Linked DNA regions of Mus musculus: all the other regions are linked to region 1. A link is a contact called in public promoter capture Hi-C data. All regions are on one chromosome and are shown on one strand. The core of a region is the stretch at or near the end of the contact, and the rest is flanking DNA. Distances in the headings are between cores, read along the strand shown. Region 1 holds the start of Tmem248 (transmembrane protein 248). Region 2 holds the start of Cct6a (chaperonin containing Tcp1, subunit 6a (zeta)). Region 3 holds the start of Chchd2 (coiled-coil-helix-coiled-coil-helix domain containing 2). Region 4 holds the start of Nupr1l (nuclear protein transcriptional regulator 1 like). Region 5 holds the start of Vkorc1l1 (vitamin K epoxide reductase complex, subunit 1-like 1).

Region 1 (6,258 bases), core at 2,621-5,120:
GGTGTGAGTGTATGTGTGTGAGTGTTTGTGTGTGTTAGGGTGGGGTGTAAATTTACAAGCCCATCTGGAGTGCTATTTCCCAAGGGCGGGGCACAGCTGAGTTCTTAAACACAGCAAGTTGCTTGGCTCTGAGGACAGTCATAACAGGTTAGCTCTTCCGAGGAGGAAACAACATTACAATAGTAGGTGAGGCTTGTTAAGACAAAACTTCTGGTCTAGAGAACATAATCTCCAGCCTGGGTGGACCTAACATTCCAGATGGGCCTGGTCAATTACCTGGCCAAGGGGCCACCCCGCAGAAGTCAGGCTTACCTTAAGCCATGCTAAAGAGAGGTATGGAGGTATGATTTCTTTGTCTTAGGGCCCTTTTCCAGAGATTGATTAAGCTCACTCTCTTAAAACAGTCCCAGTCGCTTACCATAATAGCAAATTCTGTTTATAAAACTTGGAAAGTCTGTATATGCTGACCAGGTTTAAAGTAAAAAAATGTATATTGGAATTGTGAGGGTTTTATTTTATCCCTATCAAAGGTAGTTAGCTCGCTGAAGGCCAGTATTCCATACACCATCTTGCTTTTTGGCTGGTTGGTTTTGTTTTGTGTTTTTGAGGCTGTGGCTGTCCTGAAGCTCACTCCATAGTGAGACCAGGCTAGCCTTGAACTCACAGAGATCTCTGCCTGCCTTGGTCCCTAGAGTGCTGGGATTAAAGGCATGCAAAGCAAAAAGTATCAGGGTATCCAAGGAAATTGTACACACAGATGAAGGTAAAAAATGCATGATGGGGTGGGGCTCGGGGTGGGGACATTCTTTTGGAGATGGGGGAGGAAGAACTATCAGAGGGCAGACTGGGACGGGGATGACCGGACTGTTAAAAAAAAAAAAAATAAGTGCATGGTCGCGCTTGGGTTATGCTGGAGATTGGATAAGGGTGAAACGTGCTTCCGGCCTGAAGTGAATGCAAGGTCTGGATCCATAGTTCCACAGGTGTCCATGGTCACCTCCCACAGCTTTCAGCCAGCTCTGATTGGGTGACTGTACCAACCTGCCTGTTCATGAAAAGGACCTAACCCAGGACACCACCCAGAGAGGTTACCAGGGTGCAGCAGACAGAGCATTTGAGTTCAAGAGTGTGAAGAACCCCCCCACTAAGTGGGAATTGGACTGGGGTTGGCTATCACGTGCAAGAAGTCCCTCCCTCCCTTAGGTTTTGCCAACAGCCTTGTCTGAGGAAGAGACACGTTCTGTATCTTCAGAGCACCCTGACTCCTGGCACAGGACAGAAGGAAGTAGCCTGTACAGCAGGCTTTCCAGCTCAAGGAAGATGCACCATGCTATGCCTTAAGGCTTTTCTGTTTATATGTTATATAGCCTCTTCTGCGAAGGAGACTCATGTCTAAGGGCACTCTGACCCTCTAAGGACAGCCAGAAGTGATCTTTACAACAGACGACCTTGTAGGTAAGATGGCTTTTCTGTTCCCATGCGATTTTTTTTTTCTTCCTGTACTTCCTCATCTTTGTTTTCCCTGATAATAATCAATTAAACATCCCATTTTCTCATAAGTCGATTTCCGTCAGGGTTTGATGACCACACAGTGTCTTTGTATGCAGTTGCCTCTAATAACAGCTCAGCATTGGACTTACTCTGAATCCCCAGGGATTCTCCCACGAGCCACCATGCTTGGCTTGGCTGGGTCCTGACGTCTGCTCCTTTGGCTCCACCGTCTCTAAGCCTGTTTTTCTTTGAGATAGAATATTCTGCCTCCCTCTTAAGACTCCTTTTATTCCAAGCTTGTTATTTACCCCGTCTCCAGATTTCCTTGCAACCTGGGAGTTAGTGACAGTGACATAAACAGGCTACCAAAAATGAACAAGATGATGTCATCCCATTCTGATTTTTTTTTCCTCTCTCTTTTAAGCCATTTTTCTGTGGTCTATATTTATCTTAGTTACTGTTCTGTTGCTGTGGAGAGACACCAGGACCAGGAAATCTCTTATAAAAGAAGGTCTTTAATTGGGGGCTTGCTTACAGTTTCAGAGGGTCAGTTCATGATCACCATGGAGGGAAGCAGACAGGCAGGGTGCTGAGGCAGTAGCTGAGAGATTTACCTCTTGATCTATAGGCAGCAAGTAGGGAGAGACGAGAAGATAGTGGGCCTGGCAGGGACTTTTGAAACCTCAAAATCACTCCCAGTGACACAGCTCCTTCAACAAGGCCACACCTCCTAAATCCTTCCCAAACAGTTCCTCTAACTAGGGACCAAGCATTCAAGCATATGGGCCGATGGGGTCCATTTTCATTCAGTCCACTTCAATATTTGCTAGATTATAAGCACTAAATAAAAATAACAAGAACTGTTGTCAGTCAGCCCTTGTAAAGAGTACAGAAGACACTCTGTCTAAAAAAACCTCTCAGCAGCTTCTCCAGCCTCCTAGGTTTAAGGCCTTCCTTATCTGAGTTCTGCTTGATGTCATAGACATCGATTTGATCACGTTTTACTGTGTATTTCTGCCTTTCTACCTGCTCCTTGCACTTATTCAAAACCAAAAGCATAGCAGTGGTAGCTCATTGTCTGGAATGAGAGCACACACATGCTGTGCACACACAGACATACACATGCAGATGTCTTCTATACGATTTCCCTGGAACTATTTGGCTTTGAGGTTCTGGAGGAGACAAGCATCAGAGTTCCACTTACACATTCTATGGGAAGCCATCATCCATTCTGGGTGAGGACTTTCCAGTGTAGTTGCTTTGAGGTCACTCACCCTGCTGGCAGTAACCTCTTGCCTATGCTCTGTAAGTAAGCCAGATACATTTACTGGCATTCCAGGGGGAACTTTGGTTTGTCACCGAGACCTTAGGAAAAGGGGATAAACATCGCATAGTCTTTACCTAAGGAGAAAATTCTCACAAATGTTCTCATGTCTCATGGCACACCTTTAATCCCAGCACTTATGGATCTTTGAGTTTGAGACCAGCTTGGGTCACATAGTGAGTTTTAAGTCAGCCAGGGATGGATTGAAAGACCTTATCTCTTTTGTTTGTTGGTTGGTTTGGTTTTTTTTTTTTTTTTCAAGACAGGCTTTGTTTAGCCCCAGCTTCCTGGAACTCATTCTGCAGACCAGGCTGGCCTCAAATGCAAAGATCTATCTGCCTCTGACTCTTGAATGCTGGGATCAAAGGACAACCTTCCCACTGCCCAGCAACCGTGTCTTTAAAGAACAACAAAAAAAGTCAAGACCAGACAAATGGATAAGTGTAACTGATCTCCTGGGTTTTCAATAATCATGTACAAAGGTCAGTATTAATGTGGTTAGAGGAATTTAAAAAGGATAATATTTTGCTGCTTCTAAGGTCAGCTAGGTCCTTGGGGACTGAGACATGGCTTGAAATGAATTGTCCTGTTGTCCAGAAACGCGACAGATTCCCATCCAGTGGATCCTAGAGTCCCGTCTACAGAGAGGAGGGTGGTATTAGTGTGCTCAAACACCATGACTAAGGTAGTTGGCTCCTCATTGGGCTCCAGAGAGAACAGGAAGCCAGCTCTTGCCATCCACGAGACCCCTGTGTCAAAACAAAAAATTCCAACAAAAATAAACGAAAATCGTGTCCTCTTTACTATCTCACGCCATACACACCAAGACCTGCAGAAGCACTTCGGGACGGAACCGAGCAAGCTCACGGCAGTTCGCGAATGCGAGTGATAAATTTCAGGCAGCTCCGTGTATGCTTTTCCCATTTGCAAAACGAAGACAGTCTGCTTCTCCTCCTAACCCCGACCCCACCCGCCGCTCGCCCCGGAGCAATTCTGTCCCTTCCGCGCCGCCGTCGCGCGCGGGCGGGGTCAGAGGTCACGGCGGCGTTAGTGGTGACGTGGTTTTCTGCCTTCACCCGGAAAGCCCGGCGTTCGCAGCGCGCGGAGCCGGCGTCCCGTTGGCGCGCTCTGGCCTGGCTTCGGGTCGTCGCTTCGGCCCCGAGGAGCCGCTCGCTGTCTCCGGAGCGGCGGAGAGGATGGTGCGGGGCAGCCCGGGGCCCGCCGCGCGCCGCCGCGAGTGAACAGGGCCAGGCCGCGGGCGTCCGCGGGCTCGAGCCGCCAGTCTGCGGGGCGGTGAGTAGGAGACGGGGTCGTAATCGCGGGCGCATGGGCCGGGACCGGGGACCCTGAACCCGGGGCCCACGGCGTGCTGGGCGGATCGGTGCGCAGGCTCTCCCAGCCACCCCAGCTCCGTTCACTCCTCTATTAGCTGACCCGGTCCTGTTCCATCCTCCCGAGGCCTGCGGAGTCCTGCTCCCTCAGTCAAGGCTTGTATAGGTCGGCTGAATAAGGCTGCGTGGACCTACTAGCATCCTTTGCAAGTTTTAGAAAAAAAAATGATTGTTTTGGAAAATTATTTACATGATGTGTTTGTATTATCTTGTCTGCGCACGTGAGCGCAAATACCCACCGACTCCAGAAGAGGGCGTTGTGTCCTTAGACCCAGAGTTACACTCCATTGGTAGCTGCCTGATGATGGGGTTGCTGAGAACTTAACTCTGGTCCTCAGGAATAGCAGGTATTCTTAACCCCGTAGCCATCTTTCCAACTTCTCTGTGTGTGTGTGTGTGTGTGTGTGTGTGTGTGTGTGTGTGTGTGTGTGACAGAGAGAGAGAGAGAGAGAGAGAGAGAGAGAGAGTGAGAGTGAGAGAGTGAGTGTGAGTGTGTGTGTGTGTTCAGTTTTAGATTTGTGACTTGACTTTGGGTTGTCAAAAATGTATCCAAAAGAGGGTTTAATGCAGCCTTAACTGGCTAGGATTTCCCTATGTAGACAAGACCCACCTTCAACACCGATCTTCCCGATTCAGACTCCGTAGTTCAGAGATATAGGCGTGGGCCACACTGCCAAGGTTTCACAGTGTAATAACGGTATTGTTTTGGTTTTAATCTGAATCCTGGAGTCTGGGGTCTCCTGCAGCCTTAGATAGTCCAAACCCACGACTCAGTCGAGGCTGACCTTGATTCTCTTAGACTCCCTAGTGCTGCCGTTGGCAGGTGTGCACTGCCATGCCGGTTAAGCCCGGCTAAAACATAATTTTTTTTTTTTTTTAAAGACAGGTCCACTGTGTAGTTCAGGCTGGCCTCCAACTCTCTGTGTAGCTTGAAGTTGTGATCCTCCTGCCTCAGCCTCATATTGGGGTGTTGTTAGCTGTGTGGTACCAGGCCCTGTTCACAGAGTAGTGGTAGCCTGGTGGCAAGGCTAGTCAATACTGGGACAGGGGGGTGATTTCTTACCTGTCCCATAGTTGTATAATACAACAAATCACGGGAGGATTTCCACATACTGTAAGACACACAGCTTTAGTTCTGATGCAGAGAATCCAGAGCTGTGAGTTTAACATAATGGAAATAACCTGAAGCCATGTCACAGTTCTGGAACTCGTATTTTCCCAGGCTTCTGTCGTTGCCTTGTCTGAACATTCTCAGGAGCCCATGGTTTTAAAGCTTCGTGTTTCCTTTTGACCCTTCTTCCCTCTCTCATCTAGTGCTCTCCTCTTTACACACGAGCATTAGAGAAAACTGGGCCTGATTTGGGGGTGGGGTGGAGTGGTCGGGGATACAGAGCACAGTGCAAGGGTGGTGGACCTACAGGATGGTTTTTGTCAGTATGGGAAGTCTGTAGAATTCTAATTATGGGCCAGACCTAGTGGCACACGCCTGTGATCCCAGATCCTTGTGAGCTGCCACTGGAGCTGCCACCAGCCCAACCCAGGTGCCCTGGAAGATTAACTGAGCCTTCTTTCTATCCCCACAGAACTTTAGTTAGACAGCTAAAGTGTTTATTGAAGACGGTGTCTCCGATGATGTAGTTGGTGTGTTCGAGGCATGTGGAATTGATTGGTGGGAAGCCCTCTTGCTGGGCCTGGTGTTGTGTGATAGCACAGTGAGTTAAATGAGAGTCCTCTGCCACTTACATGTCTGCTTGTATCATTGTACATTACCTAAGCTGTATGCTGACACGGAGACTGATACCCACCTAACAGTGTCGGAGAGATTAAAATACCTACCAGGGTGTGCTAAGCAGTTGTTAGGGTGTCCACTACATGGCATATGTTAAGTAGTTATTTTCTCCTTAGCCTCGTATAATCTGGTTCTGCCACAATCCACAATTAACTCTTGTGAAAGAGAGTGTTGTTTGTTTGTTTTAAATTTATTTATTTTATGTGTCTTAGTACACTGTCCTGTTGCTGTCTTCAGACACCCCAGAAGAGGGCATCGGATCC
Region 2 (6,258 bases), core at 1,224-3,723, 430 kb before region 1:
ACAGGAAAACCATGCCTCAAAAACACACACACTCAAAAGTAATCCTCTGACCTCTCTAAATATACTCTGGCACAGATGCAAACACCCATGCACACAAATGAATGTAATAAAACCTTTTTGAGACTCTCATATAACAACAAAACTCTTTACAAAGACTGGAAAGTAGTTGTTGTAGGAGTAGACCAAAGCATGTGACAATCACATATCTCAAATGTATCTTACAGACATCTTCGCATATATGTTAAATGTCACAGAGATTTTTTTAGTTGCAAAATATCAGAATAAATTTGGCCCAATGGGAACTTGGTGAAATATATTATGATGCAGTCATTTAGTGAAATATGCCACTATTTAAAAACAAAAAACAAAAAAACAAGCCATGTGGTGGCGATCACCTTTAATCCTAGCACTCAGAAGGCTGAGGCGGGTTGACCTCTGAATTTGAGGCCTGTCTGGTCTACAGAGTGAGTTCCAGGACAAACAAGACTACACAGAGAAAACTAGAAGACAAAAAAAAAAAAAAAAAAAAAAAAAACCTAACAAAAACAGTTTAGCCAGATGTGGTGATGCTGTGATATTCTCTGTTGAGAATGACAGAGTCACTGGGACATAGTTCAGAAGTTAAGCTCCCGACCAAAAAGTGTAAGCTAGGTGTGGTGGTGTGTGCCTGTACTACCTGCATTTAGGAGGTAGGCAGATCGAGCCAGAGGCTCGTGGGTTAAGAGCACTGGCTGCTCTTCTAGAGGCCCTGCATATAACTCTCAACATCTAACATGGCAGCTCACAACTACAGCCCTATAGGATCTGATGCCCTCTTCTGGTAAGCAGATATACATGCAGACAGAACACCTATATACATTAGATAAACAAACAAACAAACAAGAGGTAGGTAGAGGCAGGAGGATCAGGAGTTCAAGGCTAGCCTTGTCTGCATAGTGAGACCCTGTCACAAAAACAAAACAAACCACAAACAAACAAAAAGCAGCTCCAATATATTCTTGGCTAATGTTTTAAGGACTTTTATATTAAGTAAACACGAGTCTTCTTCATGCCTCGTTATCATCTGCACAGCTTTTGTGGTTTTCAAACCTACAACTCCACTTGAAAACATTACACTAGCATACTTACTGCAGCCAGAAGAGCAGAGGTTTGGGAATAACTAAATGTCAGCCATGTGACTGGTTGTTTCTCTTTCCTTTTTAAATTTCCTGTATTCAGGACCTTTGTACCGGTTAAACCGGCACTCATCCTCTGAGCTACATACCCTATAGTTCTGTTTTCTTTAGACAGGGTCTTCCTATGTAGCCACGGCTGGCCTGGAACTTGCTATGCAGACCAGGCTGGCCTTGAACTCACAGAGATCTGCTTGCCTCCCGTGTTGTGACTATGCCTGGCTCTGTATAGTAGAAGAATAAGAATTTTTCTTTCCTATCAAAATGGCAAAGCCTTCAGTATATATAGCTCAGTGGAATACGTCCAATGGCATTACGAGTTGTCATCTGTGTGGAGAAGTGATTCATATTCATATACATGTTTAAAAATTCAGTACGTATCTATATGTTAAGTGCTCAACATACAGACAGGAAAAACACTTATACGCTTAATATTATTTTCTTTTTAAAAAAATGTTTAAAAGAATGCTTTCAAAGACTGGGCACCACTGTCCAGCCATTAGTTGTTAGTTTTTAGCAGGCTTAGTAGCTCATACCACTTTGGAAGTTGAAGCAGGACTGCTACGAGTTAGAATACCAGTCCGTGTTAGACAGTTCGTGGTCTAGCTGGGACATAGAATGAAACAAGGATTACTATTTGTTTCATTATTTTAAAAAAATTAAAACAAAATCCATTTTAGTTTTCAAGCTGCCTCAATGACCTGGGCCCTAAGAACAGACTGATCCTGAGTCTCCTCAACGCCCATCGCACCACTCCTAAAGCCATCTAGTACTTTCTACCTAGCGTAGTCCTCCCGTCAACCTCCGGGGTCTTAAAACGACCAGGGTACAGGGGAAGGCTCCATTTTCTGTGCTCCCCAATTTACGGATAAAACAGGCAAGGAAAAAAAAAAAATGAACCTGGGAAATCTCGCGAGAGTGTGAGGGAAGCATCCCGGAGTCCAGTAGCTAGAGACACCCTGCAACTAGAGGCCGACGCCTCTGCTTCCTGTCACACCCAGTCGAGTGCAGAGGCCGAAGCATCCCTCACACACGACCTGCAGGGCTTTTCCTGCACCGCGGAGCCGCGCAGCCTCCACGCTGCAAACTCTTAAAAGCGCCGAACCGTGACGCTGGGGGGCGAGCACAACGGAACCTTAAGATCCAGAGTGCCGATGACGGGAGAACCAGTTTCTCAGATGCGCAATGACGTCGCAACTGGGCGTGGTGGGCGGGTCTTAGAGAGACCAGCGTTGGATTAAGCCAATCAGCGGGCGGCAGGAGGGTCGCCACCCAATGGAGGTGCTCTGTGGGCACGCCGGGGGCGGGCCGGGTGCGTAAGACTTTTCGAGAAGACCCCGCAGAGAGCACGTTGTTCTCGGCCTCTCCCGGAGCTAGGCCAGCCATGGCGGCGGTAAAGACCCTAAATCCGAAGGCCGAGGTGGCCCGGGCCCAGGCAGCGCTGGCGGTGAACATCAGCGCGGCTCGGGGCCTGCAGGATGTTCTGAGGACCAACTTGGGGCCTAAGGGCACCATGAAGATGTAAGCCCGGGCTGGCGGGAGGGCGGGCCTGGCGGCTCGATGGCCGCAAACTCGAGTCGCTGCCTCCAGGCCTTCGCGCTAGCGTTTTCTTTCTCCCATGTCTGGGCTGCATCCCATCCAAACCCCCCGAATCCGCGCCTTTCGGGGTTGGCATTTGCACCTATTTCTTATAGAGGAAGAGAGTGGCGTGTGCAACCTTCCCGAACCCAGCCCCGGGCCCCGAGTTTACTGGGATGTAGGAGTAAAGTCCAAATTTCAGGGGATCTGTTTTTGTTACCTCGTTAGCTAGCAAATGAATAAAGTTCACTGAGACATAGCGCTTGGATTTTTTTTTAATTAGTCTTAATTCACTCTCTTTTCTCGCCTCTCGTATCCGTTCCTCAAATTGCGGTTGCTTTGGAGTCGTATATTTCATAGCCTCCTTTGGTTCCCTTTACACCTCATTCTTTTTTGTGGGAATTTTCTTTATGTATTTAGTTGAGATCGGGTCTGACTGATAAGTTACGGCTTGTCTGGAACTCCCTGTGATTCACTTGCCTTCAAGAGGGGATGGGGGATATACATTACCTCCCCTTGGCTGCTTTGTGGAATTCTTACTTGTTTTGTTTTAATTAGAAAAAGTCACATCCTTGCTCATCAATTCCTTCCCATTTGGCAGGCTTGTATCTGGTGCTGGAGACATCAAACTTACTAAAGATGGCAATGTGCTGCTTCATGAAATGGTAAGAGGCTGCCGGGCTGGGTTTAAAAAAAAATTTTTTTTTTTGACCTCTTGCTCCATTTGAGGTGAATAAAATTCTTCATCAGGTCATCATGTCTTTCAGGCAGAAATATAGGAAGTGCTTTAGTGGGTGAGGAACTCTGTCAAATGTGACACATGTGTTTGGATCCTTGGGTTTTTTGTTTGTTTTGGGGGGGTCTACTTTGTAGTCTGGGCTAAAATAAAAAATTGTATAAAAGAATATTGTTATCTCTACTTTAGCTAAATATTGTACCACATAGCTATAATCCCGGCACTCAGCCAGATCTCTTGAGTTCAAAACCAGGTAGAGCTACATAAGCATAGTGAGACCTTGTCTCAAAAACAGGGCAATGGGAAAGAAAACCAAAAAATAAATGCTCATCTTTCCACTCAACTGCAGGAGAAATGAAAATCTTACTTTTGTTTGTTTAAGATAAATCTCACTGTGCAGCCCTGCTTGGCCTCAAACTGGGATTAAAGCTATGCCTCTCACACCGGGCTGTCTTATAGTTATTATTTTTGTCCCAGGGATCATATTAAATTGACCCAACTACCCATTTCCCTCACTTTCAGGTCCTATAGTTCAAACCCTAGTAAAGGGGATGGCTTGAAATCCAAGCAAAATGTAGCCAGCAGTACTGTGCAGTCTTAGTGGAAGGCATTGAAAGAAGCCTGTCCATGTTGTACCCTAGGTAATGGTTTAAGTCATTTAAATAGTTCTTTTTCTACCTACAGCAAATTCAACACCCAACAGCCTCTTTGATAGCAAAAGTGGCTACAGCCCAGGATGACATAACTGGCGATGGCACTACATCCAATGTCCTCATCATCGGGGAGCTGCTCAAACAGGCGGACCTGTACATTTCTGAAGTATGTATGCTTCTTGCTTCTGTGCTCTGTTTGGTGGGCTATTGGTACACAGTGATGTGAAGCTAGCTGAGGGCACACTGTGGAATGGTCGGGCTGCTTAGCTCTGGGAGCCTGTGCCTGTCTGTAACCTGGTCTGAAATGAGTGAAAAAAACCTGCCGACTGTATGTAAATGATTACATGTTTATCATTTACCTGCTAGCCTCAGACTCACAGGAGGTCTGTCTGCCTGTTACTGCTCCTACTGAGCCTATTCTCTGATCTCAAAATGATGTGAATTAGTTTCAGATGTCCTGTAGACAAGAGAAGAAGCAAGCTCTTACAGCAAAGTTTTAGGAGCCAGTTTTCGTGGATTGCACAGTGAACACCCAAGTGTGCTCTGTAGTTCCCTTGGCCTTGACTCTGTGCTAGAGTAAAGTCTGTTCTTTTCCTCTGCATTAAAAGGAGTACTGTGTCCTTTTCAATGTATTCAGAAAGTCAGCACACCATTAATTAATTAATTACAATTAATTAATTGTAGTAAGTATGAATGACTCAGAGTGTCGCTTCAGACGTTACTGGACTTAGTGTTAGTGGTGTCTAGTTGAAGCTGCAAGTGTTGGCAGTGGGTTTATCACTGTTTGGATTATAGGGTCTTCACCCAAGAATAATAACTGAAGGTTTTGAAGCGGCAAAAGAAAAGGCACTCCAATTTCTGGAACAAGTCAAAGTAAGCAAAGAGATGGACAGAGAAACACTCATCGATGTGGCGAGGACATCTCTGCGGACTAAAGTTCATGCTGAACTTGCAGATGTCTTGACAGAGGTGTGTATTAAGCATAGTTGGGCGCATGTGGTACAGTGCATGGGGAAAGTCTTAGTAAAAACCTGTTGTAAGTGTTGCACACATAGGCTCTTCACAGGGATGCTGTCTAGAGGAAGGGGTTAGAGTTTTCCCTAGGCAGTAATGATCTAATCTGTCTTCAACATGGAAAGAAGGGATTGTTAACTGGCCAGGCTTAGGAAGGAAAATTTGCACTGTTGGAAGAAGTCTCTAGTCCCGTGGTTTTGCTTCCATTCCTCCCCCCACCCCCTTTGCACATTTAAGGGAACTGGTAGTTTGGTATGAGTTCCAGTCTAATGGGGCTGATTAACATTCTTCTCTAATACTTTGGGGGACTTTGGAACTCACCTGCTAGTTCACGGTACAGCGTGAATTGTTACAAGGTGTGGTTAACCATTTTGAGGGAAAGGTGGGTTTGAAATAGGGCTGAGATTGGAGGCCTGCGCCACCATAAAATAGCACTCCTGTTACAGTTAGGGTTTTAGGGTTCTTTCTTACACCTTTTACACTCTTCTGAACAACAGCTAAAGTGTATCAGCCTGTACACACTGAATTTATTAACGGTTCTCTCATAGGCTGTAGTGGACTCCATCTTGGCCATTAGGAAAAAGGACGAGCCCATTGACCTCTTCATGGTTGAGATCATGGAGATGAAGCATAAATCTGAGACAGATACAAGGTAGGTAAGAGACCGACCGCTTTGTGGCATTTGCTGTAAGTAGCATGCACTCTGGAAATGAAGGAGGGTGAGGCTGGGTTTGTGGTATGGTTCTGACCACATCAATGAACAAGTATTGATCTGCTTGTGTACAGTACGCAGAAGGAAAAACTCCCTTCAAGATACTAGGTTTGAGGGCTGGTGAGATGGCTCAGTGGGTAAGAGCACCCGACTGCTCTTCCGAAGGTCCGGAGTTCAAATCCCAGCAACCACATGGTGGCTCACAACCATCCGTAATGAGATCTGACTCCCTCTTCTGGAGTGTCTGAAGACAGCTACAGTGTACTATACAATGTATATGTAATATAAATAAATAAATCTTTAAAAAAAAAAAAAAAAAAAAGATACTAGTTTGAATACTGTTTTTTTAAAGCTTTGTTTATTTTATGTGTGAGTGCTCTATCTGTATGTACA
Region 3 (6,258 bases), core at 1,412-3,911, 330 kb before region 1:
ATGGTGAGCAATGCTGTCATACAGTTAGGCGTGGTAGTGCACACTCAGGAAGCAGTAACGTGGAAACTCAGGGCCAGGTCATCTGACCCCTCTGAGTTTCCAAGGCTCTAGTGCCCATTCATTTGCATATGTCCACTCATGGACAATTAAAGTTAGAAAGTTCCCCAAAGGATTGATTTATTTAAATGACAGTTGGACCTCTCTGAGCTCCGAGGCATTAGAAGCTATAGAATGAGCAAACACTTGGGAGGCAGAGGCAGGCGGATTTCTGAGTCAAGGCCAGCCTGGTCTACAGAGTGAGTTCCAGGACAGCCAGGGCTACACAGAGAAACCCTGTTTCAAAAAAAAAAAACAAAAACAGAATGAGCAAACAGCTTTCCTTTTATTGGTCTATCAGTTTCAGAAATATCAGACAGGTGTTGCCATGTAAAAAAAAATTGAGGACAGTCAAGGACTAACCTAGTGAACATCTGAATTAAGATTTAGAGCTGGAAGGAGGACAGGCGGCTGGTCAAAGACTCACTGGAGAAGGATGCTTGACACCTTGAGGTTGGTTGACTCCTGGAACCCAGAAGGTGGAAAGAAACAACCAACCCCAATAAGGTGCCCTTGGACCTTCACACAGGTACCGAGGTTCTCCAGCACACACAGAGGCATAAATACACTGGCCATCCCGGCTATTCAGTTAGTGAACAAGGCCATTTAGAAGAAGGATTTAGAACCAGTGTTGACAATGGAGAAAGACAGTCACAAGTCAACAAAATCTAAAAGTCATGAGGTGATATTAGGAATGCAGTCCAATGCCTTCATTTTACCCAGTTAGAAAGGGCTGAACTTAACCAGCACTTGGGAGGCAGAGGCAGGCGGATTTCTGAGTTCGAGGCCAGCCTGGTCTACAGAGTGAGTTCCAGGACAGCCAGAGCTGCACAGAAAAATCCTGCCTCAAAAATAAATAAATAAATCAAGAAAGGTTTGGGCTGGAGAGATGGCTCAGGAGTTAAGAGCACAGACTGCTCTTCTAAAGGTCCTGAGTTCAATTCCCAGCAACCACATGGTGGCTCACAACCACCTGTGTACTCCTCATATACATAAAATAAAAATTTTTAAAGATTTATTTTATACATAAGTACACTGTAGCTGTCTTCAGACACCCCAGAAGAGGGCATCTGACCTCATTACAGATGGTTGTGAGCCACCATGTGATTGCCAGGACTTGAACTCAGGACCTTCCAAAGAACAGTCAGTGCTCTTACCTGCTGAGCCATCTCGCCAGCCCATAAAATAAACTAAGAAAAAAAAAATCTTAAAAAAAAAAAAAAAAGTGGGGGCCGGGTTAGGGTGCCGTGGGCAAGGTCTGGTAGCCCATACCTTTAATCCCAGTCCTTGGGAGGCAGAGGCGGGCAGCCTCTTTGGAGTTCAAGGCCAGCCAGGGCCATAGTGAAAACCCCTTTCAAGGAAACAACAAACCACCACGCCAATCCAAAAAGAAAAATCTAGGGAAAGTGACCTGCCTGAGCTGCAACTTTGACTCATATTTTTGGGGGGGTTCTGGACAGGAATCTCTCTATGGGTAGCCTTGCTAGCCTTGAACTGGTTGCAACCCCCGCTTGCCTTCCGGGAGAAGGAGGCACAAGGGACTATCTTGATGACAGATGACGCATGCGCTACAACATGCACTCCCGAGGTTCACTCCCAGTATGAGCACAATTTTAGTTTTCTACGATTTTATTACCCCAAGGAGGGACCTCAGAATCTGGACTGGGGGGAGGGGTGTCAACAATTTCCTATTTGTTTTTTAGGTCGGCCGGCAAGGTAGCTCAATAGATCGTTTACCACAAAATGGTAGACATCTTGGACCCAAGTGATGGAAAGACATAGCTTTAAATTTTCGGCCCTCTACACACAGCCCGCAATTTTCTTTGTTTCTTTTTCCTTAAAAAAATAAATAAATAAAAGAAAAGAAAATCTTTAAAGCCGGCAATCCCAGCCCTAAGGAAGCGGAGTCAGGAAAATCAAGGAAGGCCAAGCGAGGCCATAAAGTTCAAGGCTAACCTGAGACTCAAAAACGCAGTGAGTAGAACAAAGAAAATACAAAAACCACCCCACCCCCACCCCTGGCCAAGAGTTTACCACGCATCTTTCTTTCCTCGCCTCCTTGTATACTACGCCCTCGACAGCCCTTCCCCCAGCCTGTCTAGGGAAAAGGTCACGTTTCAGAGTCCTCTCCCCGAGTGCACCGACCATGTCCCTGTTCTCAGGAAGTCCGCCCCACCAGCGGATCCCTTCCCGACCGCTCGCTCCGTCTCTTCACCGGTCGCCTTCGCAGCCCTCAGGCTACAGAACCTTGCCCTGGCGGCCCGCGCTCGGTTCCCGGCCCCGAGGGTCTCACCTGGCCGGAGGAGTCACCCGGGAAGTGCGGCTTCGGCTTCCACGCGGCATCCTAACTGCTCGAAGTCTCACCGATCAGCGAAGACAAACTGCGAAACGTACAGAAGCGTCCAGCAATTTCTACCAAGGAGAGAGGAAGGGTGGAGGCGGTACCTCACCGGGCAACCAATAAGAAATCAGGAAAAGCTCGGGCGCTAAAGGTTATTGGACAAAGGAGATATCAGTAATGGGCAGAGCCTGGACTCAGCGTCCTAGGCCCGGAAGTTACGAAGTTGGCGAGGAGGAGCTAAGGCTAACCGGAAGTTCCTGGGGTTGCACTCTCAAATTTTGTCCTCCGATTCAATGGTGGAGGTTAGGTTTTTGCTTCCGATGGCCGGCTGGCCTACTCCACAACCTGACTGACCTTGATTTTCACTGTCTCCTGCCTTAGCCTCTCAAGTAAACTGGATTAGGGGCTTACTGGGGTCTGCTCTTGGGCTGTTTACTTAACCCTTCTCTGTTTTGTTTTGGGACAATGCCTCCGGTAACGGATGTTGCCTTGGATCTCGCTGTTCTCACGTCTCAGCCTCCTAGTACTGGTCACGCAGGAAAAACTCTGTTTTTCTGTTATAAAGAATTTACTAATAAACGTGTTTGGAAATATTAAATTACATAAGCAGAATTTCGCTAAAGGAGCTCTGCTCCCAACATGTCTGGAAGATAGTGAACTAGCCGAGCTTATTAGAAACTATGAAAAAGGGGCTGATGAGATGGCTCAGCGGAGAAGAGCACTGACTGCTCTTCAAAAGATCCGGAGTTCAAATCCCAGCAACCACAAAGTGGCTCACAACCACCCATAACGAGATTTGACACCCTCTTCTGGTGTGTCTGAAGACAACTACAGTGTACTTACATATAATAAATAAATAAATCTTAAAAAAAAAAGAAACTATGAGAAAGAAAATTCTGTACATAATTCAAGTTTCTGTTGCAGAGAAATTTTCTGCTCATATTTACCAAGGCTCGTCTTCAATTAAGCGCTATTTCCATAATAAAAGAAGACCATCCTGACTTAATACTAGCCAGTAAGATCATCTGCATATCAAAGAACAGGCCTCTAAAGCTGTTGTCCTCAACCTGTGGGTTTCAGACTGTGATTTAGGGACTGAGTTACTGCTCTTTTCCACGTAAGACTGCTCAAATGCAGAGATGCCCACATTCCAGTATCCAGAACTGTATAAAAGGGTTGCAGCATTAGGAAAGTTGAGAATCATTGAATCTAGAAGTCTCCTCAACTGTGGCCACAGAGGCTTGTGGTCCCATAAGCTCTCACCACAGAGGATGTTGGTGACCTGAGCCCATTGATTGGCAGAGATATCTGCAGTGTCAATCCATGATGCTTCCTGGAAAACACTCTTGTCCTCGTAATGTGGATGAAGACCATTCCTACACATTGCCCATGAGGTCATATAGTCCTACAGAGTAGCAGTAGGCCATCTGATGGAGAAACAGGGGACTCTCCTCCCCACCAAATGCCCAGGGGAATGGGGGAAGAGTTTTCCTCTGCCACCTTGTCAGGCACTGTGTATGAAAGGAGATCTTATCATAGTTGTTCTGTGGCAGTGGGAAAGCGATCACTGGTGACAGTCCGTGAAAACCATTTTCAGCTCTGTTACCCCTGGGGAACTATCTGTGACAAGGACAATGGAAGTCAAAGAGTTATCAGCCTGTCCCAAGGATGTGCACCTGTCTGTCCAGAGGAAAACCATGAAAGATCTTGAGAGAGAGTGAAAAATAGAGAACTTGCCCCATTGTTCCAGGATGCCAGGTGTTTGCAGTTTTTGCCAGGTGTTTTCGGTTTTTGCCTTTATAAACCCCTAAACCCCTCACCCCTTGAGCTCATGTTCAACTCCTCTACCCCTGCGTGGGATACAAGTCGTCCCCAGTGCACTGGTCTTTCCCGAATAAACCTCTTGCAGTTTGCATCAAGACCGTTACTCATAGCCGGGTGGTGGTGGCACACGCCTTTAATCTCAGCACTTGGGAGGCAGAGGCAGGCGGATTTCTGAGTTCGAGGCCAGCCTAGTCTACAAAGTAAGTTCCAGGACAGCCAGGGCTACACAGAGAAACCCTGTCTCGAAAAAAAACAAAAACAAAAACAAAACAAAACAAAACAAAACAAAAAAAAGACTGATTTGGGGTGTCGCCTCTCCTGAGTCAGAACGTGGGGGAATCCTCACGTTGTGGGTCTTTCAACCAGAATCACTCTACTCTGCTGCTTCATGGGGGGAGAGTGACCTCAGTTCCCTTCCATGGTGCTTTTTTGTTTTGTTTTGTTTTTCGAGACAGGGTTTCTCTGTATAGCCTTGGCTGTCCTGGAACCATGGTGCTTTGGAAAGAGCGCTGTCTCTGCCCATCCAGCTCCTCCATCCCTGGAGGGATGGAACCACTGGAGCCCATGCTCTCCCATTCTCCCATTGCCCTTCCTGACTTTATTTAAAGTCACCTGTGTTTGCTCATGTGATTGGTTCTGTGAGGCCCCAACTTAGAGAACTTAGAGCGTTTCTCCCTGGAAGGTAAAGCCCCCGGATGTTCCTCAAGCTTGTTTTCCCTGATCTCTAAAAATACAGCCAGCAAGAAGCTCTTTGTTCTCTACAGCCAGCAAAAAGCCTTTTTGTTTCTATACCTTACAACTAGAGATGCGATCATTGTAATTTTACCAAGGACACCCGGCAGAGAAGCACTGTAGCCCAACTCCTCCCAACTCTCCTCCCAACTCCTCCCAATTCCTCAACGAGCTGTTAAAAGCCCCCTACTGTTACTGCTCAGGGTCGAACTCCCCTGCCCTGCACAGCAGAAGGAGTTTGTCCTCAGCTAGCTGATAATAAAACCTCTTGCAGTTTGCATCAGGTGTGGTTTTCTCTCTCGAGTCATTGGGGTGCCAGCCAGCTCATCCCGGGCCACCTTTGGGGGTCTTAAACAGTTCCTTCTCATCAAAGCTGGGGCCCAGGGGCTGGGGAGACAGCTCACTCTGTAAGCATAAGGACCCAAGTTCATATCCTCAGAACCGTATAAAAAAATAGGCATAATGGCATGCACCTGTAAGCTAATGCTATGGGACAAAGAGAGACAGGTCCTAGCTGGCCTAGGAATGGAGAGCTCCACTTTTCATTGAGAAGTCTTGTCTCAAAAAAAAAAAAAAATACTGGGGCTGGTGAGATGGCTCAGTGGGTAAGAGCACCCGACTGCTCTTCCGAAGGTCAGGAGTTCAAATCCCAGCAACCACATGGTGGCTCACAACCATCCGTAACGAGATCTGGCGCCCTCTTCTGGAGTGTCTGAAGACAGCTTCAGTGTACTTACATATAATAAATAAATCTTTAAAAAAAAAAAAAAAAATACTGTGGAGCGGCTGGAGAGATGGTTCTGCAGTTAAGAGTACTAGCTGCTTTTCCAGAGCAACAGGGTTCAAATCCCAACACCCACAAGGCAGCACACAAATGTCTGTAGTTCCAGTTCCAGGGAATCTGGCACCCTCGCACTGACATAATTGCAGGCAAAACACCAATGCACATGAAAATAAATAAATCTTGAAAATAAATAGCATGCACTGTGCTTGCAGAGAACCCAAGGAGGTCAGAGTTCCATTTCCAGCACCCACAAAACACACACACACAATTTTGTTGTTGTTGTTGTTTTTTGTCTTTTGTTTTCTTTTTCAAAAACAGGGTTTCTCTGTGTAGTCCTGGCTGTCCTGGATCTTGCTCTGTAGATAGATATGCCAGCCTCTACCTCCTGAGTCCTGGGAATAAAGACATGACTCATCATACCCAGCTTCATAATTTATTTTTTTTATCCTAAAAATATGAAATAGAGAAGCAACTAAAGAAG
Region 4 (6,258 bases), core at 2,169-4,668, 310 kb before region 1:
TTTAATCCCAGCACTTTGGAGGCAGAGGCAGATGGGCCTCTTGAGCTCAAGGCTAATCAGAGCCAGTGAGACCCTGTCTAGAAACCAACTGTATTAGTCACTGCACTGTTGCTGTGAGAAAACACCATGACCAAGGCAACTTAACAGAAGACTTTATTTGGGGTTACAGTTTCAGAGGGTTAAGTTCTTCATGGCTTGCAAGCAGCAAGCAGTAGGCAGGATGGCTGGAGCAGTATACTGAGAGCTCACAGCCTCTACTGTAAGTAGGAAGCCGAGTCGGTAAACCAAGACAGGATAGGAATGAAAGCCCACCTCCAGTGCCAGATGCAATGACACATGTCTTACAGACCAGCCAAGGCTACAGAGTGAGACCCTGCCTCAAAGCAAATGAAAGAATTTTTAAAAAGGGCTGGGCATTGTGGCACACACCTTTAATCCCAACACTTGGGAGGCAGAGGCAGGCGGGATCTCTGAGTTTGAGGCCAGCCTGCTCTACACAGCCAGTTCCACGGGGCTACATAGAGAAACTGTGTTTCAAGAAAACAACAAAAAGTCAAACTTCTACTGAGAGACTTTAACTACCATAAACAGTAAATGAGTGAGTTGTATGTGAGTGTGTGTACTTGTGCATCTGTGTGTATAGCTCTGAGGAAAGCTCTTGGGGGCTGCATTCAAATCAAAGTACCACTTAGAGTAAACGAGTAAGTTTGATGTGGGTATGGGTGTGTGTCCTGCCACCTTAATGCCATCTGGGGTTGAAACTCAGTCATCAGATCTGTATAGAAGTGCTTCTAGATCTATTAAGTCATCTTGCTAGCCCTAAAGCTGTTTTTATTTTTATTATTTGTGTGTGTGCGCACGCGTGCGTGTGCATGCTTGAGCAATGCTTGAACAATAAATGCACTTCCTCACTTAGCCATCTCGGAAGACTTGTTTGTCTCAAGATATGTAGCTAAGAATGACCTTAAACTTGTTCCCTTGCCATCAGGCATGTGTCATGTCACTGCGGTTTTTGAGACAGCCTCCCCATGTCGTCCTGGCTGGCATGGACCTCACAGATGCTCATACATTGGACTTCCTTTAGCTTTTTGTTGTTTGTTAGTTTTTGTTTTGTTTTGTTTCCAGACAGGACTTCCACTGTGTAGCCCTGGATGTCCTAGAACTCTCTAGACCAGACCAGGCTGACCTTGAACTCACAGACATCCACTTGCCTTTCCCTCCCGAGTGCTGGGATTATAAGTATGCTCCATCTTTAACTCTCTGTCCATGTTTTACTTTAGTTTTGTCAGTCAGCATTCTTGGGGTTTGAGTATATGTGTGAAGGATTGTCCTTTTTTTTTTTTTGGAAACAAGATTTCACCTTGCAGTCCAGACTAGCCTGGAACTTGAGGTAACCCTTCTGTGTCAACCACTTGAGAGCTAGCACTACAGGCTTATACTAGCACTACTACCACCACCACCACGACCCCACTGAGTCTAACTAACATCATTATGTTTATTTGTTTTGAGAGGTAGGCTCATTTATGTAGTCCTTGCTGGCCTGGCGCTTACTATGTAAACAAAGCTGGCCTTGAATTCACAGAGTCCTGCCTGCCTTTGCTTCTTCCTAAATGCTAAAATTACTGTTGTACACTGATAAATTGATAAACTTTGTTGGCCTGAGGATTAGCAAAGTGGTAGTGCTTAGTACGTTTGAGACCCTGGGATTAATCCTCAAGATACTTTGTTAAGTCCGATATCCGTGTTGCTTTAAGGATGAGATCTATTAATGATTGTCTTTCTTTAAAACAATCATGTGGGGGCCATTCAGATAGTTCATCAGATAAAGGTGGGTGTTACCAAGCTTGAGGTTTTGAGTTCAACCCACAGGACCCACTGGGTGGGAGGAGAGAATAGATTTCCAAAAACTATCCTCTGACATTGTAAGGCCCCGGATGCTGGGCCTCCATTCAAGTCCTGGGATGAACTGGCCAACACCCCACCATCCCGAGAGAAAACCACACCTGATGCAAGCTGCAAGAGGTTTTATTATCAGCTAGCTGAGGACGAACCCCTGGAGCCTCGCAGGGCAGGGGAGTTCGACCCCAGAGGTGACAGTAGGGGGCTTTTAACAGCTAGCTGAGGAATTGGGAGGAGTTGGGAGGAGTTCTTCTCTTCCGGGTGTCCTTGGTGACAAGACAGGAGTGGGGAGTGAGTTCTTTCTGAATTTTTATCTCTGTGTCCTCGGCACAGGAAGGCCGGCATCTCTGGTTGTACAGTATAGAAACAAAAAAGCCTTTTGCTGGCTATAGAGAACAAAGAGCTTCTTTCTAGCTGTATTTTTAAAGATCAGGGAAAACAAGCTTGGGGAAATGTTTTAGGGGTTTACCTTTCAGGGAGAAATGCTTTAAGCCAGGGTCTCACAACATCCATGTGCACACACATTACTTTTACATTTACATGCATTTATTTGTGTGAATGAGTGTTTTGCCTGCTTGTATGTATGCCCCAGGAAGCCAGAAAAGGGCTTCAGGTCCCCTGGGACTGGAGATGTAGACAGTTTTGAGCTACCATGTGAGTGTTGGGAGTAGAACCCAGATCCTCTGCAAGATCATAACCACTAAACCCTCTCCAGCCCCTTGGCTCTAACATGCTACTTGTGATGTTTAGTAAGTCTGTCTTCTTAACTTATGAAGCATGCCTTTGTGTAGATTTGTTGAGGGAATTTCCAGAGATTATAGATTGGAGAGAGACAACCCACCTTGAATGTAGCTGCATCATCAGTAGGCTGGGAACTTGAATAAAAATGGAGGGGGGGGGGTACCAAAAAAAAAAAAAAAAAAAAAACACAAGCAAGATGCTAGAATTCCCCTTTCTTTGCTTCCTAATGGACGAATGCAGATTGAATAAGTAGCCTCAAGATCCTGCCCACCGTGTCTTAGCTGATTGTATTCTCAAACGATGAGCCAAAAAAATAACCTTCCCTAAACAGATTATTGCCAAACATTTGGTTATAACAATGAAATAGTAATGTCGTGAAGAGAATTTTCTTGTCACAAGAACAAAGTTAAAGCAATTCAGCAAGCCAGTTTTCTTTTTGCACAAATGAACCCAAACTAGGCTAGCAAATTCATTTGGCCAGAGCTCCTCGTCTTTTATCGCAGTGTTAGGATTATAGGTGTGTGCACAACCACACCTGACTTATACAGTGATGGGGATGGAACCCAGGCCTTTGTGCATGCTAGCACTCTACTGAGTCACATTCCCCAATTCCGTCCCTTCAGGTTTTAACCAGCGAAACCAGGTTTATTATACTTATTTACAATTCGGACCCCGCGAAGAAACACAATTCCGCATCTGGAACAAAGAAGCATGGAAGCCACGCCCCCTGTGAGGTCACAGAGCGCTCCCTACAGCGGAGCCAATAGGAGCACTGGGTGGGGCATTCCGGCGGAGTGACCAGCGGCGGCGGCGGGCGGAGCGCATCGGCGATGGACCCTCCAACTCGTCCTTCTGTCTCCGGCCCAAGGACTCGAGCCCGCCCGCCGCCGCCGGAGGCGCTGCCCACCGTCGGCTTCGAAGAGGAGGTGTACGACTGCCTGGATTACTACTACCTGCGTGACTTCCCGGCCTCTGGGGCTGGACGCAGCAAGGGCCGGACGCGGCGCGAGCAGCAGCTACGCACCAACTACCCGGTGCCCGGCGGCCACGAGCGCAAGGTGGCGCAGATACTGCTCAACGGGCAGCGCAAGCGGCGCCAGCGCCAGCTGCAACCGCGGCCGCGCACACGCCTGGCCTGAGCACACGCCACGCTTGAGCGGGTATGGGCAGGCGGAGCCCATTGGTGTTGGGTAGGGAGTAGAATGTATATCTCAGGTCGGCCTCGAACTCAGTGTGTAGCAGAGGATTACCTTGGACTCCAGATTGTCCTGCATCCAGCTTCCATGGATGGGCTGGGATGCTAAGACATGAGCCACAATGTCCAATTCTTTTTTTACTCTCTTCTCTTTTCCTTTCCTTTTCTTCTCATTTCTGACACTGTCTCCTAAACTGACCTCGAACTCATCACCCCTCCAGCGTTTACCTTAAAATGCTAAAGTTTCAAGCATGGGCCATGATTCCCTGCTGTGTGGTTTTGTTTTATTGATGATGCCCGTAGCCCAGGATTCCATGGTGTGTAGCAAGCCTCAGCTTCTCTAGTCCTGAGATGACAGGTCTGGCCACCATATTCACCTGTCATCTGCTTCTGAGACTTCCCAGCGTTAATCATAACTGTGCTGGCTCCCGATCCCCGACCCAGGGGTTTCCCGGCTGCTGGTGAAAGTCTCCACCGTTTGGAAGTTTGCAATTGTGTGAGAAAAGTCTACATTGGAAATATAGGGAAATGTCCGAGGAAATCCATCTTGGCAGGGTGGCTCACACCTGTAATCCATCTCCAGCCTCTGTGCTCAGGAGACCGCTGGAATTGGAGGCCAACCAGGAACACTCTTTGAGGCACTGTCCCAAAACAAAACTGCCCCTCCTCCTTGTTTGCTTCCAATTGCTGTAATAAACACCGTGAACTTTTGCTTGCAACTTGGGCAGGAAAGGGGTTGTTTCACCTTAAAGCTTACAGCCCTTCCTGAAGTCAGGGCAGGAACCCAGAGGCAGGAACCGGAAGCACAGTTCCCAGAGGTTCATGTTCAGTTACCTTTCTTGTACCTCCCAGGACTATCAGCCCCGGGTGATACCGCCCACAGTGAGCTGAGCGTTGAGAAAAATCCCCGCACTGACTTGTCTCTGACCAGTCTTACAATAGAGGTATCTTTCCAGATGACTCTAGTTTATGTCGAGTTGACAGAACCAAAACCCAGCAAGCCAGCAGACAGAAACTGGGCATGATAGTGCCCACCTCTATGCCTCTTTGAACTAGCAAAGTGAAAGAGTGGGTCAGAAGTTCAAGGTCAGAGGCTGGAGAGATGGCTCAGCCATTAAGAGCCCTTGCAGCTCTTGCCTTTTAGGATCCCCGCACCTGTATTAGATGCCTCGTTACCGTCCATAGCTCAAGTTCAAGGGGGATCCAACACCCTATTCTGCCCTGTGAGGACGCTGCATGTATATCACACAGACATACGCGCACTTAAACACATAAAAATGAACAAGACATTTAAAAGTTCAAGATTGCTGGGCGGTGGTGGCGCACACCTTTAATCCCAGCACTTGGGAGGCAGGGGCAGGCAGATTTCTGAGTTTGAGGCCAGCCTGGTCTACTGAAGGGCTCCAAAACATCCAGGGCTACACAGAGAAACCCTGTCTCAGGAAAAAAAAAAAAAGTTCGAGACCATTGGCTACATAGTATGGGGCCAGCCTGACCTATAGGAGACAGGAAAGGGGAGGCTGAGAGCACAGTTGAGTTGATAGTTTTCACTTAGTAAGCATAAGACTCTGGGATTAATCACTGGCACTCTGTAAATAGGACCCTCATCTTAATATTCGGGAGATAGAGGTTCATGGAAGTTCCTGGTTATGCTTATCCTTAGTCCCAGAGCTGGAGGCCAGCCAGACGCCATCTTTATATATGGCTGGAGAGATGGCTCAGCGGTTAAGAGCACTGACTGCTCTTCCAGTGTTCCTGAGTTCAATTATCAGCAACCACATGGTGCCTCACAACCATCTGTAATAGGATGCCCTCTTCTGGTGTGTCTGAAGACAGCAAGTGTACTCATATATAAAATAAACAAATTCTATATAAATATATATGTGTAGATATAAACAAAACAACCTACTAGTGACTATGACCTCTTTTCCTTTCACTCAGGAACCTGAGACAGGAGGATCTTGAGTTGGAGTCCTGCCTGGGCATTATTGTGAGTTTCAGAATCTCACGAGCAAGAGTGAACCACCTCATCTCCAGAGGAGAGAAAACAAACCCCTTCTAGTGTCTAGTGCTCTTCCTACGACTTGGGGGAAATCACTGATTTTTGTCTCCATCTTATTTCCTACAGGAAACCTGAAAGACCTGTTAAAAACTCTTTTCCAGCTGTAACCAAGATCCTCCGTGCTGGTCACCTGGACTTTTTGACAGGGTTTTAAGTTTACTGCTCTAGTGTTTTTCCTCACTAATTAATTGTTAAGTAAGTAGTTTCCTGGTGTGTATGCCTTTTTTAGGGTTTTTCAATTAAAAGAGCACAGCAAGAATGTATTTTAACTCTTCTGGCTTTTTCTCCCTCCCCTCCTCCAGCTCCAGTTACTGTGGAGGTAACTGGTCTCCAGTTCACAACTCTCTGGGCTCTGACATAT
Region 5 (6,258 bases), core at 1,049-3,548, 280 kb before region 1:
GAGAGATGCACATATGTGTCTGGGCCATGGAGGTCGGAAGAGGTCATTGGATCCCTCAGAGCTTCAGTCATAGGCATTTATGGGTGCTTGTCTTGAGGCGCAGATGACACCACCTGGTGCGACGACCTTCTAAGTAACAGAATGTATGAAAGTCATAGGCTATCGTTTCTGATCACGGAATAACAAAAGACTCAAGCTGGAGAGATGGCTCGGTAAAAATGCTTGCTGCCTCAGTGTGAGGACCTAAGTTCAAATCTTTGGCTCCTCCTATTTAATGTGGTTGTCTGTGGCTGTCCTTACTTGTAACTCTTGCACTGGAGGCAGAGACAGATGGATCCTCCGTACTTGGCCAGCCAGCCTAGCTAAGCAAACCACAGATTCCAGATTCAGTGAGATACTCTGTCTCAAGGAGGTAAGTCAGGGACGATTATAGTCAGCGATTTTTTTTTTGTACCCACACATATGTGAACACACACACAAATCAATAATGTCCTTTTTAGAGACTCTGACCCCATCTCTTCCCTCTCTCTCCTTTTTTGGAGGTTTAACCTAGAGCTTTACATGTATTAGTCAAGTATTCTACTGTTGAGCTAAAACTTGTTTTCTTCAACCCCTTACTTTGGGTGGGTGGGATGGAAGCCAGCTGTGTTTTCTGGAGGTGTAAATTGGAGCTGTTGTTACTGCCCAGGGAGGACCTGCAGCCTTCTCACTGCCATAGGAGAGAACCTGAAAGAGGACTCTCAGGGTTTGAGATGACTACAGCCATGCCTCACATCTTAATTTGATCCAAGGTAGAGAGGAAGAGAAAGAGAGAGGGAAAGGTGGAGAGACTGAGCCGGAAGATTCCTGACGCAGAGAAAATGAAAAAAAAAAAACCCCAAACAAAACAAACAGACACCCAGTTTATTAGCTTGCTTAAAGCTGCAAAAAATTGGGGTGATTTGTTATCCAACATTGTATAATTAATTGAAGAACATTACTTATTAATCAAAATCACTAGGTGATGCCCCCAAAGCCTAAGAGCTGCATTGAAGCAAAAGCTAGCAATCTCCATCAACAGCTTGTTTCTTTGTAGACACAGATATCCTTACATGGGTTTTCCTGTCCAGTTTTGACAGCAAGGAAGCTCAGAATCAGTTATGGCTCAATTTTAACAATTTTGCAAGCCTCTATGACCTCCTCACGTTTCGTTTTCTTCTGATTTCCCTTTTTCCAAGTTTTTGAGCTTTTTTTTTAAAGTTCATTTTTATCCTTTTAGTATGGATTATGTTAAAGCCACATCAAATCCAAATTATAGAGAAGTATTCATGAACCCATTTAAAAATAGGTTTTTTTAAATGTAAAAATAGTTTTGCGCATTTAAGAAAAAAGTTTCTCACATGTTGAACACAAGACGCCTGGAGGTGGTGCCTGGGGAAGATCATGTCACACAAACGTGTCTCTGGAGCTCTGGAGCCATTGGTCAGGGACAATTTGGATTGGATAAGAAATATCAAGTGATAACGACGGAAATGTGTGTGTGTGCAGAAAGGCAACTGATTGCTACCAGGAGCCAAGGGCTTGCCCAGTCAAGCATTGTAGTAGTATCTTTGAAATCGATCCCTTGTAACAGACCCTAAGATTAAGCCAAACCACCTCTCGCCTCACCCCTTTCCTAGGCCACACCCCTCATCCTTCCTGGTCACGCCCCTGCCCCATCCAGCACACCAGAGTTTTTGCGCTCCGCCCCTTCCCTTCGCTCCCGCCCCACCTTGTTCCGCCTCCCTTCTGACCGCGCCCTCCAGTGTAACGAACCCCATTTCTCAGCACCACCCTTCACTTGCGCCACGCAACCCTGGCTGCTTACAACCTCCGCCTCTTCCCCGCCCGCGCGCGGTTTTCCCACCCGCCCCTTTAAAATCAAACCACGCCCACCGTCAGCCACGCCCTCCGCATGCGCCGCACCACCTCCCCGCTGTTGCGCGCTCCGCCTCCTCCCTCCACACTTATGAGCGGCTTTCTCGCTCCGCCCCAATTCTGGTCAAGCTCCGCCCCTCCTCAAGCCCTTCCCTCTTTCAGACCCCGCCCTCCGCATGCGCCGCACCGCCTCCCTGGCGGTTGCGCGCTCCGCCCCTCCCTCTGTGTCCGCGCGCGCCTTCCCCGCCCAGTCCGCCTCACTCCTCTCGGGGCGGTTGGGCCGCGCGCCTGTGGGGGCGGGGCCCGGAGGAGGCGACCGAGCCAATGGGGCGCGGCGGTGGTGGCGGCGGCGGCGGCGGCGGCGGAGGCGGTGGCGGCAGCGGCGGCGGCTGGGTCGGGCCCCGACGGGCGGCGGCGTCTGAGGTGGAGGCGGAGGGAGGCGGCGGCGGCGGCGGAGGGGGGAAGATGGCGGCGCCCGTCCTGCTGAGAGTGTCGGTGCCGCGTTGGGAACGGGTGGCCCGGTATGCAGTGTGCGCCGCCGGGATCCTGCTCTCCATCTACGCCTACCACGTGGAGCGGGAGAAGGAGAGGGACCCGGAGCACCGGGCCCTCTGCGACCTGGGGCCCTGGGTGAAGTGCTCCGCCGCCCTGGCCTCCAGGTAGCCCGGCTTGAGTGAGGGGAGCGCGACGCGGGCGGCGGCGGGGGGCGGGGAGCGCGCGGGGAGCTCCGGCCTGAGAGAGCGGGGCCCGGGCCGCGACCCGGACGGCGGTGACCGGGGGGCGGCGGCTGAGGGCAGGCCTCCGGGATGAGGTGGCACAGTGCAGCCGGGAGGGCGCGGGCGCGTCCTGGCCGGTGTGACTTTTCTCCCTGTTGTCGCCGAGAGAGGCGTGTGAAGACCCCCGATGCAGAGATCGGCGAAGCCAGCATTCATCCCCGGGGTCTTGGGACCTCTGCTACCCCGGGGCTATATGTCCGGTGGCTTTTATCACTATCCTCTGGGTTGTTCGGGACAGGTGTTTTCGGTGCTCAGGCCTCTTTGTACTCAGAGTTAAGGAGAATTGGCAGCCTTCTGGAGGCGACAGTGACATTTGCGGGTAGACACGCATTTGACCCTACTCTGGAAGAGGAAGGTACCAGCACTTAACCCTATCTGATTTCTTGGATTTTTCTCCCTTGTGTATTTCACGAAGTGTGCCCAGCAGGGGGAAAATGGCCAGAGTTCGGGTCTACTTTAAGTTTAGAGTAAACGATGAGTACCTTGTGTATAGTGATATTTTAGGTACTACGATGACTGTTATTTTATGAAAGGATCTGAGTTGTGACCCACACTGGCCTGAAACTCATCGGACTATAACCTCTACAGCTATTCCCCTGCCTCAGTCTTTTGAGTAGGGAAATACAAGCATGCACCACCGTGGGTGACTTAGAATGACTTTTACATGTTGCTGATTAGTATTAGCGGAATAATCCGCAAGAGATTAGATTTACGAAACTTTGCTAAGCAGGTTTATTTAAACAATTTTTTGTTTCTTGAAAATACCATCGATTTTTTTTCCTGTTAACATTTTATGTAGTGTGCTAGCTTTTTTTCTTAGAAAAAAGTATTTTACACTTTTAAAAAAGGCTTTTTAAAAAACTGATAGCAGTCATCAAAACCAGCAAAAGTGAAAAGAATTATTGCAGAATAGATAGTTTGACATTTTAATAGAGAGTCCTACCCCTAATATTTTGATGTTTGTTAACAGTGCTTAACATTTCACTACATTCCCTCCTTTTGATAAATGCTAGGGAGACACAAATGTATATAGCTCACTAGTTTATTTTGCCCTCCATATTGGTGGAGGAGTATTTGAAGAAGCTAGGGTTGGAGTTTCTTATCTGCAAACTTAAGGCTGTTGATCTTTCCCACTTAGCCCTTTTCATAGACCAGCTAGGCTAGGCTAGCTCGTGCTTATAAGTGGAATTCCTGTAACTTTTTAGTAGAAAAATGGTTGTCATTATGGCCTCATTAAGCAGTTTTGTTTTTTTTTTTTAAATGCATTGAGTTTATAGTGCAGAATGTATCTGTGATGAAGAGCCCTCAGGAGTTTTATTTGCATCCAGGTTGAGGCCTCCTAGACTTTCTTTTAGACTAGACACCTTGAGAACCACTAAGTGTATCGTGCTTCTATTGCACATATTTATGTTGGGAGTGGGGTAGCACACACACTTATGGAGGTCATTGGACAACATGTGGGAGTCAGTTTCCCACCAGATGGGTCCTAGGGATTGAACTCAGGTCATCAGGCTTGCTGGCAAGCATCTTTACCAGCTGAGTCCTCTCACTGAGCCCACCAAGTATATTTTATGCACACATTCACATTTTTAAATGTTCTTTGCACCTTTGGAAAGGATTTTTTTTTTTTTTTCTTTTTGAGACAGGGTTTCTCTGTATAGCCCTGGCTGTCCTGGAACTCACTCTGTAGACCAGGCTGGCCTTGAACTCAGAAATCCGCCTGCCTCTGCCTCCTAAGTGCTGGGATTAAAGGTGTGCGCCACCACCGCCCGGCTTTGGAAAGAATTTTTAAACTTAAGTTTTTAACACCCCAAATTGAATGAATGAATGCAGAATAAAAAAAAGCATGCAGGAGCATATTTCAAATACTTAGAAACCATGAAATAAAAATGACTGGATAGGTTAATATGAAATATATTTATAATTATTACCAACTTTAGAATTTTTCTTTTTTTTTTAAAGATTTATTTACTTATTATATATAAGTACACTGTAGCTATCTTCACACACACCAGAAGAGGGCATCAGATCTCATTATGGATGGTTGTGAGCCACCATGTGGTTGCTGGGATTTGAACTCTGGACCTCTGAAAGAGCAGTCAGTGCTCTTAACCTCTGAGCCATCTCTCCAGCCCTAGAATTTTTCTTTTAATGCAGTCTATACAAAAATCTTACTGGGCTTTTTATTATTTGGCCATGTAAGAAGTAATTCACTGTATGTTTTGAGTTCTTCTAGTGGGCTTTTCTCTAAGAGATTGTTTCTGAACCATTTAATTATACACTAAATATTCTCATAGTTAATCTGTATCACAAGAAACAAATGTTCATGTGTTTTGTTTCTTGCTTTGTAGATCTGGCCAACTTTGAACTGAAAGCAGTCCTCCTTCAGTCTCAGTCTCCTGTGGACTGGAATTATAGCCTTGCCTGCACATCTGTCAAGTTTTTGTTTTTGTTTTGAATAAGACACAATAGCATGATATTTAATATTTAGTAACATCAATTAATGAATTAAAGTTATCTTAAAATATGTTAGACTAAAAATCTTTCTCGATCAGTGGCATTGGAGATTGAACACAGGGCCTGACCAGTGTTAGGTAAACTCTCTGTGACTAAGTTTCATCCCCGGCTTGCTTATTTTTGTCAGAGTTTTACTATGTAGCCTTGACTGGCTTGGGATTCCTAGAGATCTGCTTGCCTCTGCATCCTAAATGCTGAGATTGAAGGTTTATGCCACCATGCCTGGCATTGTTTGGGGTAACCCAAGTTAGCCTTGAACTTGCTGTGTTGTAGCGTAAGTTGAGGCTGGCCTTGAACTCCTTCGATCCTCTCTCTACTAATCCCTCATGTTCTGAGATTACAGGTGTGCATCATCATGTCTAGCTCCTATCTCTCTATCATATAGAAAGTGTGAACTTAGGATGTTGTGGCTAAAACTAGTGTTTACTTATATAGTGATGTACAGAACTACTTAAGTTAGGGGTTGGAAAGACGGCTTAGCAGTTAGGAGCTAAGTCCATTGAGGATGAGTCTGATGGTCAGCACTCATACTGAGTGGTCCACAGCCACCTGTGACTTCAGCTCCAGGGCATTCAGTGCCCTCTTTTTTTTCCTTTTTCTTTTTTAGCTGTATTTTATCATTTTATGTATATGAGTGTTTTTCCTGTACATATGGTATATGCACCACATGCATGCTTGGTACCTACAGAGATGAGAAGATGGCATTGGGTCTCCTGGGACTGGAGTTACCAGGCATTGTAAACAGCCCAAGTGGGTGCTGGGAATCAAACCCTGGTCTTCTGTAAAAACAAGTGCTAAGCTTAACCCCTGAGCCACCTCCAGCCCTTAGTACCCTCTTTGGCCTCAGAGGATAACTGCACTTTTGTGCACATACCTATGTACAAATACATACACATAATTAAACATAAAGTCTTTAACACTTTAAAATCTGATGTCTGCCGAAGGATAGGTAAGAAGTAAGGCATTCTAATAAGAGTAAATATATTTCATATGTACACTAAAACTATTTTCAGGAAATAGCCTTTTTATTAACTGTCTTGAGAGAGAGGGGTATGTATGTGTATGTATG

The links. Promoter capture Hi-C pulls out the DNA fragments that hold promoters and counts their contacts. Capture Hi-C pulls out chosen DNA fragments and counts their contacts.
Region 2: a contact with region 1 is called in a promoter capture Hi-C map of liver. The contact joins the promoter of Cct6a here to the promoter of Tmem248 in region 1. A contact is called at or near these places in 6 of 39 promoter capture datasets (the 3T3-L1 cell line, the C10 cell line, embryonic stem cells and 3 more), 1 of 484 Hi-C or Micro-C datasets (B cells), 11 of 115 datasets of contacts at active chromatin or transcription factors (the 230-238 cell line, the SCID.adh cell line, bone marrow-derived macrophages and 6 more) and 3 of 9 other capture datasets (adipose tissue, liver and pancreatic islet).
Region 3: a contact with region 1 is called in a promoter capture Hi-C map of adipose tissue. The contact joins the promoter of Chchd2 here to the promoter of Tmem248 in region 1. A contact is called at or near these places in 10 of 39 promoter capture datasets (the 3T3-L1 cell line, 3T3-L1-derived adipocytes, the C10 cell line and 5 more), 1 of 15 datasets of contacts at CTCF or cohesin (the NIH/3T3 cell line), 7 of 484 Hi-C or Micro-C datasets (B cells, CD4 T cells, the G1E-ER4 cell line and 3 more), 7 of 115 datasets of contacts at active chromatin or transcription factors (the 230-238 cell line, bone marrow-derived macrophages, effector CD8 T cells and 4 more) and 4 of 9 other capture datasets (adipose tissue, liver, macrophages and 1 more).
Region 4: a contact with region 1 is called in a promoter capture Hi-C map of liver. The contact joins the promoter of Nupr1l here to the promoter of Tmem248 in region 1. A contact is called at or near these places in 11 of 39 promoter capture datasets (the 3T3-L1 cell line, the C10 cell line, the HPC-7 cell line and 6 more), 1 of 15 datasets of contacts at CTCF or cohesin (the NIH/3T3 cell line), 6 of 484 Hi-C or Micro-C datasets (B cells, CD4 T cells, the G1E-ER4 cell line and 2 more), 4 of 115 datasets of contacts at active chromatin or transcription factors (the 230-238 cell line, bone marrow-derived macrophages, extraembryonic endoderm stem cells and 1 more) and 3 of 9 other capture datasets (adipose tissue, liver and pancreatic islet).
Region 5: a contact with region 1 is called in a promoter capture Hi-C map of hematopoietic stem and progenitor cells, with 3 times the contacts expected there. The contact joins the promoter of Vkorc1l1 here to the promoter of Tmem248 in region 1. A contact is called at or near these places in 12 of 39 promoter capture datasets (the 3T3-L1 cell line, the C10 cell line, the HPC-7 cell line and 8 more), 2 of 484 Hi-C or Micro-C datasets (CD4 T cells and erythroblasts), 7 of 115 datasets of contacts at active chromatin or transcription factors (the 230-238 cell line, the SCID.adh cell line, effector CD8 T cells and 3 more) and 3 of 9 other capture datasets (adipose tissue, liver and pancreatic islet).

The regions. Positions count from the first base shown.
Region 1 is chr5:130,218,465-130,224,722 of GRCm38.p6, forward strand. Tmem248 (transmembrane protein 248) reads left to right here and starts at 3,871. Exons shown (of 7, transcript NM_027854.1): 1 at 3,871-4,108. It overlaps Gm6598 (a long non-coding RNA gene), which reads right to left and starts at 5,402. Exons shown (of 2, transcript XR_377119.4): 1 at 5,270-5,402; 2 at 3,254-3,564.
Region 2 is chr5:129,784,883-129,791,140 of GRCm38.p6, forward strand. It overlaps Cct6a (chaperonin containing Tcp1, subunit 6a (zeta)), which reads left to right and starts at 2,474. Exons shown (of 13, transcript NM_009838.2): 1 at 2,474-2,693; 2 at 3,352-3,415; 3 at 4,171-4,305; 4 at 4,935-5,108; 5 at 5,702-5,805. The coding sequence starts at 2,557. It overlaps Psph (phosphoserine phosphatase), which reads right to left and starts at 2,371. Exons shown (of 8, transcript NM_133900.4): 1 at 2,073-2,371. It overlaps Gm23245 (a small nucleolar RNA gene), which reads left to right and starts at 4,657; the gene lies at 4,657-4,791.
Region 3 is chr5:129,884,809-129,891,066 of GRCm38.p6, forward strand. It overlaps Chchd2 (coiled-coil-helix-coiled-coil-helix domain containing 2), which reads right to left and starts at 2,662. Exons shown (of 4, transcript NM_024166.6): 1 at 2,390-2,662. The coding sequence starts at 2,439.
Region 4 is chr5:129,905,122-129,911,379 of GRCm38.p6, forward strand. It overlaps Nupr1l (nuclear protein transcriptional regulator 1 like), which reads left to right and starts at 3,419. Exons shown (of 3, transcript NM_026916.3): 1 at 3,419-3,800; 2 at 5,777-5,825; 3 at 5,964-6,160. The coding sequence starts at 3,471. The coding sequence ends at 3,779. It also overlaps a transcript of Zbed5 not described here.
Region 5 is chr5:129,939,811-129,946,068 of GRCm38.p6, forward strand. It overlaps Vkorc1l1 (vitamin K epoxide reductase complex, subunit 1-like 1), which reads left to right and starts at 2,299. Exons shown (of 3, transcript NM_027121.4): 1 at 2,299-2,555. The coding sequence starts at 2,362.